2 separate regions of the Mus musculus genome follow, and region 1 is linked to region 2. Evidence: chromatin contacts called from public ChIA-PET data. All regions are on one chromosome and are shown on one strand. Each heading gives the region's core, a stretch centred on a gene start, on an enhancer-like site or on the middle of the called end of the contact. The rest is flanking DNA. Distances are from core to core; before and after follow the strand shown.

Region 1 (5,035 bases), core at 1,199-3,698, 180 kb before region 2:
ATAGCCACATGCAACAAAGATCTGACAGCTAAAGACATTTTAAAAACAACCTCCTAAAGACTGGTGTTTTCTTGGTACCACTCCAGTGGCCCTATTTGGTTTAGTTACTCTTAATTTTGAAGTCTTTGGCCTTGGAAGGGAAGAGAAACAAGCAAGTTTCTTGTTCTAGACAAAAGAGTTTTTAGTGATTAATATATCTGCATGCAGAGTTGGGCTGAAATGGTCTGAAGCAAAGATTGAGGCAGCAAAGGACACAGAGACGCAGTGAAGGCAAAGACAATGCTGTTACTGCATCTTGCTCTGGCTTCCCTTCAGTGCTCCAGCCCTTGTGTTCTCTAGTAAATGAATTCAGGTGAGACACACAGAGTGTAGTGTAGAAAATAGAGATTAGCACATAATAACAAGGGATGAGGGTGACAGTGGCCAGAGAGACCACTGTGGGGAGCATGTTCTCAAGGGGTGGGAATGGGCAACGTCAGGGGCACCATTTCTGTTATGTGTTTGTAGAGGTCATTACATGGCGCTTGGCTGGATTTGTTTAGGTTCCTTCCTCAGTTCTAGCCCACTTCCACTCTTGGTAACCCTTCCTTAACCGGCTGTCTACTATCCCGTGCCTTATTTATTTATTTATTTATTTATAGAAATTTTTCCTGAAGATTTACTTATTTGTTTTATGTAAGTGCACTGTCACTGCCTGCAGACACACCAGAAGAGGGCATGGGATCCCATTACAGATGGTTGTGAGCCACCATGTGGTTGCTGGGAATTGAACTCAGGACCTCTGGAAGAGCAGTTGGTGCTCTTAACCACTGAGCCATCTTTCCAGCTCCCCCCCCGCCCCCCCGCCCTCCCCCGCCCCCAGTGCCTAATTTAAAAGGCATGATTTTCCTTCCTCTTTCCTCCTGGTAACTGCCAGGATTTCCACCTAACCTGTACTGTTAAACTAATAAACTGTCCTCAAGATTCCTGTGTTGGGCTGGTGAGATGGCTCAGTGGGTAAGAGCACCCGACTGCTCTTCCGAAGGTCCTGAGTTCAAATCCCAGCAACCACATGGTGGCTCACAACCATCCCTAACGAGATCTGACTCCCTCTTCTGGTGTGTCTGAAGACAGCTACAGTATACTTACATATAATAATAAATAAATCTAAAAAAAAAAAAGATTCCTGTGTACTCCTTTTCTAAACTATTTTATTAAAAAAAAAACCAAACTCTCTCTCTTTGTGTGTGTGTGTGTGTGTGTGTGTGTGTGTGTAGGTGCACATCCATGATGGTGTCTGCTCCCTCTTCAAGTTGGAGTTACGTGTGGTTTGAACTACCTAACATGAATGCTGGGAACCCACTGCTGATGTCTTGGAAGAACTGGGAGCATTTAGCTAGTAAGCCTCCAAATCCCCTTATTAAGGAGCCTAAGTTCCCATGGGAACCTCGGTTTCCCCAGTAACAAAGTAACAACAAATGTTGGCAAAGAGCCCCTTACAGAATGTAAACTGCTCCAGCTGCTCTGAAAATCAAAAGGAAAAAAGAACAGACCTGCCTTAGGCTTACAGCTCTACTACCTATAGCTATACACCAAAGGACGCCATGTCCTACCACGGAAATACCTGTACATGTGTGTTTACTGCTGCAGAATTCGGAACAGCTAAGAAATGGAGTCAGTCCGGATCTCTCAGGAGACACATGAGTCACAAAATGTGGAGTTACAGTGAGATTTTATTCAACCATAAAGAAAAGTGAAATAATAACATTTGCAGGAAAATGAGTTTAAAGACTGTTGCAGAAACACAGATGCCCCGTGTTTTCTCTCATATGCAAGTCCTAGATTTGGAATTTTATGTGTGTATGTGTGTGTGTGGGAGGAGGGGCTGGGGTATAAGTCATGAAATTAGAAATGGGACCCTGAGGAGGGAAGAAGGGATCTTAAAGAAATAGGAAGATAGAGATCATGTGACATAAAAGCAGCATTGGGGTGAGGAGGGCTGGGTGGAGTGGGTAAGTGGATGTCTACATAGTAGGAGTCAGGCAAGAGAACAGGGGGAGGCGGGTGGTAAATAGGAACAAAGGGAGCAAAATATGAATCAAAATGCCATAATGAAGCTCATTAAGTCACAAGCTAACTTAAAAAATTTCAAAAACTCTATTGTCCTTGGCCTCACAAACAAAAAAAAGCACTGCGACGGAGAGGGATACTCCAGTTACACAGCTAAAAGTTTGAGATCTGAGTGGAGTCTCCACCACAACTATTTCCCCAGGAAGCCATCTCTCCCTCTTCCGATTGGAGTTCAGAGTCAACGGCCCCTATATTGCTCCTAGGGTCCAAAGAACGATAGGTAGGTCAGGTGCAGTCCTGGGGTGTGCCCCAGGAAGGCAGGACACACAATAATCGGAGTTCCAAGAGAATAAAAGATTAGTGTCCTTCTGTGGCCACCGTAGCCAAACAGGAAATGTAGTTCGCCTAGCTTTTTGCCGCGTTGGACCGACTCGCTGAACTTGAGGATGGCTGACGCTGCGAGCCTACGGGCGCCGCTGTGCACGGAGCAGTTCGGCTCCGGAGCCCCGCGCGGCTGCAGCGCTGCCGCCGATGGGAGCCTGCAGTGGGACGGGGCTCGGCGCTGGGGCTGGCTCTCCCGGGCCCCGATAGCGAAACCTGGGCAGCACGCGGGTGGAGGCGGGGGACCCTGGGCAGCACTGACCGCTCTTTCGGGCCTCAGATCCGTGCTGCTGCCTCAGGGCTTCCCAGATAGCGTCAGCCCGGATTACCTGCCATACCAGCTGTGGGATTCCGTGCAGGTCCGGCTGGCCGATTGCCGTGGGGGGGGGGCGGTTTATAGCTGGGGACCCGGGGAATAGGCCCCTGCAATCTGCATGTGCACATTGGAAGGCTAGGGTGCATTGCATAGTCCTGACAGTTTTCCAGGTCCCACAGAACCAGTGAGAGCTGGTATAGCACAGTAGGCTCCGTGCTCCTGCCACCTCTCCTCATTCCACTTCTTTTCTCTCCAGGCCTTTGCTTCCAGCCTCTCCGGCTCTCTAGCCACCCAAGCAGTATTGCAGGGCTTAGGGGTAGGCAACGCAAAAGCCTCCGTTTCAGCTGCCACGTCCACCTGGCTCGTGAAAGGTGAGCTGGAACCTGGGAGCCTTACCTGTTGATCTCATCCCTGCTTCCTGTCTCTGGCCTCTTTTTCCTTTACTGCAAACCCTAGCCTTGCTGTTTTGAACTGTTCTGACCTCTAACAGTGGTTCTCGTGTGCGTGTGTGTGTTTGTGCGCGTGCGCATATACACATTTATGGTCTGCAGCCTGATTAGTACACAGAAGCTGTGAATCTTTGCCCACAGCTGGAATGCCCTCATCAGTGAATCAGCCTAAGTGGCTCACCTTGTTACCCATGCAAACTTCAGAATCCCGAAATCATCCGGGATCCTCCTTAAATTACCTTTAATCTTACTTTATGCAGGATTGCATAGACATGCAGTTTATTACGTAAAAAAAACCCGCCAGCTTCCCGGGATGGTGAAAGTTGGGTACTTCCAGTGGGCAAAGGGGCATGTGGCTGGTCCTAAATTGGTAGTTAAGGAAATGCTAAAATGCACTCTGACCCCTCTGGGGTACCTGACTGTGCTGCAGTAAGATTATAGTAACCGTGTGCTGAGAGTATACAGCCTTCTGAAAAAAGTCACTAAGAAAATCAAAGATAATCTAGTATTATGCCTGCCACCTGGTGAGGGAAGCAGACCAAAGGGAACTCAACACTTGTTTCACGTTTAGGAGGGTCCTTGGCTCAGTCTTCTGGCCTCTGTCTTTCCCTGTTATCCCCAGTGGTATTTAAATGAACCTTAGGGGCGGGGCAAGGACATCCTGTTCTATCCTAGACCTCACCACATCTTGGGTAAGCCTCCCTGGACTCTAGGTCAGGAGGCTTCTGTTTATGCTCATCTGTTAGAACCCAGCACATTGTAACTAAGTATCACCCCTTGAAAGGGCATGTCAGAGCAGAGGTGACCGAGGGCTTCTTGGCCACAGTGTCTCATCTTTTAAGGATGCCAACCTCCACCACTACCACCACCACCGCCACCACAACACATAGATGCTGACAGTGTTTATTATATGCCATTCTTTGTGTTGCTGATTAGACCTCTTGGTGGCTGTGTGACAGGTAGTGTTGTTATCCCCACACTATAGCTGGGGAAACAGAGGTACCCACGGTTACACACCTGCTGAGTTATAGGGCCTGGATCTGAGCCTAGGAGAGTTAGTCCTTTTCACGGCATCACACTGTGTTTAATGAGATCTTTTCCATTGCTCTCCTTTAGCCAATTCAAAACTGGGTCAGTAATTGGGTTTCTTAAGTGTCATTTCTAAACATCCCATTCTTATCACCAGCATGATGCTAATCTGTCTAACAGGTTTTTAAGAAAAGCTGAGGCCACTTCAAGATATGAAAGTACCCGCACTCGAGAACCTGTTACCAGTGTTAAAAGACGCCCTCTTAATTAGAAAGGATTTTACAAGCTTGTTTCCCTCAAGAGTGAGATGTTTATAAGCAGAGCACCATATGAGAAGTTCCCTTGGGATTTTTGTTGTTTGTTTTCTTTTTGACACAGGATCTTCTGTAGCCCAGGCTAGCCCAGATCCCCAGGTATCACTGGATATAACCCCATGTCTTTACTTGGAATTATAGGCATGCACTCATTAACCTGGCTTTGGAATGCATGTCGTAATCGTTTTCAGGCACACATTGTCCTGGTTGGTTGGTTTGTTGTCAACTTGAAACCAACTAAGGTCACAGAGAAAAGGGGACCTCAGTTGAGAGCATGCCTCTATCAGACTGGTCTGAGCCTGTGGGGAACTTTCTTAATTGCTGGTTGCTGTGGAAGGGTCCAGGCCACTGGGCAGTGCCATCCCTGTGCAGGTTGTGCTTCTGCTTTAGTTCCTGTCTCCAGCTTCTTGCGGTGCTTCAGTTCCTGCTTTAACTTCATTTGGTGGACCGTGAGCCAGCAGAGTAAGCCAATAAACCCTTTCTTCTCCAAGTGGCTT
Region 2 (4,691 bases), core at 1,577-4,076:
TGTGAAACTGTACGAGCTGATGTGGGTTTGGTTCAGTACTCTCTTTTGTGCATTAGCCAGAAGCAGTCACACATGATTATTAAAGAGTTTTCCTTATTTTTCCTGCGTGTGTGAGTATACATGGGCACATATGTATACACACACAGGCATGTGCATTAATTAATTAATTAATTAATAATGCAGTAAATTACTTTTAAAACAACAAAAAAGAATGTTCCTGGAAAAGAAATCCATAGTAATTCATCTAATTAAAGGGTTTTACATATATTAGATATATTAGATCAACACAAAGCATTTCTTTATTACCCTTGATTATTTAAGAAATAAAATTTCAGGTGTTCTTACAATTTTTTAATTCTTCAACAAATTTTATATATATATATATATATATATATATATATATTCACAATGTATCTTGATCATATTCTTCCCAAACTCTCCCCTCTTGCTCCTTCAAAACATCCTTCAATATATCTCTCTCCTACCTTCATAGTCCCTTTTTTTTTTAATCCACTAAGTTTAATTAGTACAGCCTGCATTCACATGGCTGTAGGCTACTCACTAGAGCATGGGCAACCTACCAACAGCCACACCCCCACTAAAGAAAAGTGACCTCCCTCCTCCCTCACCAGCCATCAGCCATACTACCATACTATAGCTTCTCAGCTGGGAGTGGGCCTTCACAAGCCCCTTCCCATCCATGCTTGATCCTACACAAGTGGCCGTAGCTATGACTTCATAAGAGAGAGAGCTATGTCATGTTCAGAAGACAGCATTTTGCACACTCTTCCCCACCCTCCAGTACCTACACTTTTTGTTCCCCCTTCTGAAAATGTTTCTTGAGCTTTATGGTTGGAGTGGGCGAATGACTAAGTGACCTCTTTAAGACTAAGTACACAACAGCATTTATTCTTAGCACCATGACCACCAGTAAGAGTTTCTCACTAACCACCACCCATGGAAAAACAAAAACAAGCTTCTGCGACCAGATTGAAAGCAGCCCAAACCTATGGCAGAGCTCAGAGGTCAGTGGTAGAGTCCCATGAGTCCCTTCCCCTTCTGTGACTGATTGCAGATAGGGCCAGTCTTGCGTGGACCCCATGAAGGCGACTGCCATTGCTGTGAGTTAGCAATTGCAACGGTTTATCCCACGCAGAGAATGGCATTTGGCAGCCTTTCAGCCTGTTCTCCAGCTCCTCCTTACATCACCTCTGGCCTACAGTCTGTCCACCTCCTCTTCTGCATGGATCCCTGAGGGGACAGTTTGGTGAAAACGCCCTATTGAGACTGACTACTCCCAAGTTCCTCACTCTCTGCATATTTATTGCCTGTAGATGTTACAGCTCTGAGGGGAAGGCTTCCCTAGTGGAAGTGTTACAGTTCTGTAGGAAAAGGTACCCTGGCAGTCATAAGAGAAGGAATACCACAAAGTCATAACACACAGCAAACCTCACACAGAGATTTTTTTGGAGAGAGACACAAGAAGGTGGCTGCCTCTGCTCCAGTGCGAAGCATTTTTCTGCACAGCAACCCCATTTGAGCAGTACCATTTGTTAAAGATGCTTTCTTTTCTCCAATTTTGGCTTCTTTGTTTAAATAAATAAATAAATAAATACATAAATAAACAAACAAACAAGGAGGCCACAGATACAGGGACTTACATCTGGTTCTTCAATTCCATTTACCAATGTGTCTGTTTTTTGTGACAATACCACATGCTGTTTTGATTACTATAAACTCTGTAGTCCAACTTGATATCAGGAATGGTGATATCCAGCAGTTCTTTTATTACTCAGGGGTGTTTTAGCTATTCTGGGGGTTTTGAATTTCTATATGAATCTGAAAATTGTCCTTTCAATTTCTGTGAAGAATTATGTTAGACTTTCGATGGGGATTGTATTGAATCTGTAGATTGCTTTCAGTAGGATGGCCATTTTCACATTACCAATCTGTGAGCATGGAAGAACCTTCCTTCTTTTGCTGTTGTTTTAATATTCTTATTATACAAGCTCTTCACTTATGTGCTGAGAGTTATCCCAGTGGAAAGCTTTAAGTGGGGCTTACTGGGCCATCCTAGTAGGATTATGGAAAACTTTGTGGCTGATTGTAATTTGAACTGTGCAGACCTGACCCAAGAGAGTTTAGTGGAGCAGAATTTCAGAATGTGGCCTAGAGACAGTTTTTGCATTATTTTGGTGAAGAATGTGGCTGTCTTTTGCCTTTGTCTGAAGAGTCTACCTGAGGCTAAGGTAAAAGGTTTTATATTAATTGCATTAACAAAGGAAGTCTCAAAAAAGCCCAGCAGAGACTTTGTTCTCAATGGTTAAGTCACATGAAGAGCATTTTAAACAAGCGTAGAAAGCTTAGAAAGGAAAAATATAAAATATATGGTATTAAAGGGGCACCAGGACCTTCCCAATCACCTTAGGGCGACATAGTAAGATTGTTTTCATCTCTTAGTACCTGGCAAGTCAACTTAGGAAGACACACCCAATCTATACACCAACCACATCTTCCTTCATCTCCCCAAGAAGTAAGCCCCTCCCTTCCTGCCACATCTGGAACATGTGGAACAAGTACCCAGCCCATGACTATCTTCTTGCATCTCAATGAACATTATGAAATTCACATTTTTCTTTTATACAAAATAAAGGTCAGCCAAGTTGGACAAGATGACTTGCATCTAAAGTTGCGACTACTTAGGGGGATGGGGCAGGAAGAAACTCAGTTTCTCCCATAAATGAAATTTCAGCATTAATAAACATGAAGTGGCAGCCACTTACTTAGCCAGACTAATGTGAAATTTGACAAGATGCTTTCAAGGGTGAGGATGTGGTTACCACATTCACAAAGGTGAGAGAGATAATACTGGGGTTCCCCTTGAGGATGGAAGCCATCTGAAACTAGCCATCAAACTTTTCCTGTAAGTGCTTGCTAGCCAGTGCTGGCAACGCATCAGCCATTCCGACAAGCTTTTACAGGGCCTGACAACCATGTGGGAATGATGCAGCACAGCTCCTTTCGCTCTGGATGATACCTGGGTGTGTATTATCACTATCTCCCAGGTGTGTATGACTCACTGTCTCCCAGGTGTGTATGATTTACTATCTCCCAGGTGTGTATGACTCACTGTCTCCCAGGTGTGAATGACTCACTGTCTCCCAGGTGTGTATGATTCACTATCTCCCAGGTGTGAATGACTCACTGTCTCCCAGGTGTGTATTATCATTGTCTCCCAGGTGTGTATTATCACTGTCTCCCAGGTGTGGATGACTCACTGTCTCCCAGGTGTGAATTATCACTGTCTCCCAGGTGTGTATGACTCACTATCTCCCAGGTGTGCATTATCACTGTCTCCCAGGTGTGTATGACTCACTATCTCCCAGGTGTGCATTATCACTGTCTCCCAGGTGTATATTATCACTGTCTCCCAGGTGTGTATGATTCACTGTCTCCCAGGTGTGTATGATTCACTGTCTCCCAGGTGTGCATGACTCACTGTCTCCCAGGTGTGTATTATCACTGTCTCCCAGGTGTGTATGATTCACTGTCTCCCAGGTGTGTATGATTCACTGTCTCCCAGGTGTGTATGACTCACTGTCTCCCAGGCGTGTATGACTCACTGTCTCCCAGGTGTGTATGACTCACTGTCTCCCAGGTGTGCATGACTCACTGTCTCCCAGGTGTTCATGACTCACTGTCTCCCAGGTGTGTATGATTCACTGTCTCCAAGGTGTTCATGACTCACTGTCTCCCAGGTGTTTATGTATCACTGTCTCCCAGGTGTGTATGATTCACTGTCTCCCAGGTGTGTATTATCACTGTCTCCCGGGTGTGTATTATCACTGTCTCCCGGGTGTGTATGACTCACTGACTCCCAGCAGTTCCAGAGGCACAGGGCATTCCTGTTGGTTGACAGCTGCCTTCTATTCCCCGGGATAACTCCCTCTACCTGTAGGTATGTTGTGGAGCCTTCTCTCACTTGCATTATTTGGTGGGTGGGGAGCCAGCGGGAGGGTGGCTGAGGATAAAGTCTAGCGCCACATACATGCTAAGCAAGTGCTAAACCACTAGGCTACATCCCCAGTCCTTGTTTATTCATTTATTCTGTTGAGAAAACTCTTCATAAGTTACTGGGGCTGGCCTTGAAGTCACTCTGAGCCCAAGCTGGTCTTGAACTTACAATCTTGCTGCCTCTGCCCCCTGAGTAGAAAGGGTTAAAAGTGTGTACCACCAAGCTCATCTTCCTATCAAATCTTTATTTGGGGCTCACTTCAAGTAGAAGGAAAACTTCTAGAAATATATCTAACAAATTACTCTTATACATATGTAAAATTTACATATACCCAATTTATTAATTCAGCATTGTACATAATAGCAAATGGCTGGAAATTATATATCCAAAGGAGACTACATTAAATGTTAAATACATTACAATCACAGGGTAATTCTCTGAGCTACTTTATAACTTATATAAATTTATTTGAGCATATTAATAAAAAGACAACATTCATAATAGTAAAAAAATGTGTTACCACTTGTTTAAAGCAGTGTGTGTATATGTGTGTGTGTGTGTGTGTGTGTATATAGGTACCTACAATCTTTGTGGAATAGATTCTAAACATATACCCTTTAATATCCCTAAGGAGAGACCCCCAACAGCTAGGAAGGGAGTCTTTCCACTTACATTT

Evidence for each region. ChIA-PET counts read pairs in DNA pulled down with a chosen protein or histone mark.
Region 1: a contact with region 2 is called in an RNA polymerase II ChIA-PET map of memory CD8 T cells, with 11 read pairs. The contact joins the promoter of Rusf1 here to the enhancer-like site in region 2. A contact is called at or near these places in 4 of 39 promoter capture datasets (the 3T3-L1 cell line, embryonic stem cells, hippocampal neurons and 1 more), 2 of 115 datasets of contacts at active chromatin or transcription factors (the SCID.adh cell line and memory CD8 T cells) and 2 of 9 other capture datasets (liver and pancreatic islet).

The regions. Positions count from the first base shown.
Region 1 is chr7:128,295,544-128,300,578 of GRCm38.p6, reverse strand. It overlaps Rusf1 (RUS family member 1), which reads left to right and starts at 2,448. Exons shown (of 13, transcript NM_145590.2): 1 at 2,448-2,789; 2 at 3,003-3,117. The coding sequence starts at 2,496.
Region 2 is chr7:128,118,131-128,122,821 of GRCm38.p6, reverse strand. Itgam (integrin alpha M) reads right to left here. Exons shown (of 30, transcript NM_001082960.1): 30 at 4,331-4,691. Among named protein-coding and RNA genes, the nearest start is that of Itgax, 9.1 kb to the left of the region's middle. Within about 2 kb of position 2,826, at least 31 of the 459 cell types and tissues checked have an H3K27ac peak or open chromatin away from gene starts, as enhancers often do. A contact at or near this core is called in memory CD8 T cells, where this site is marked.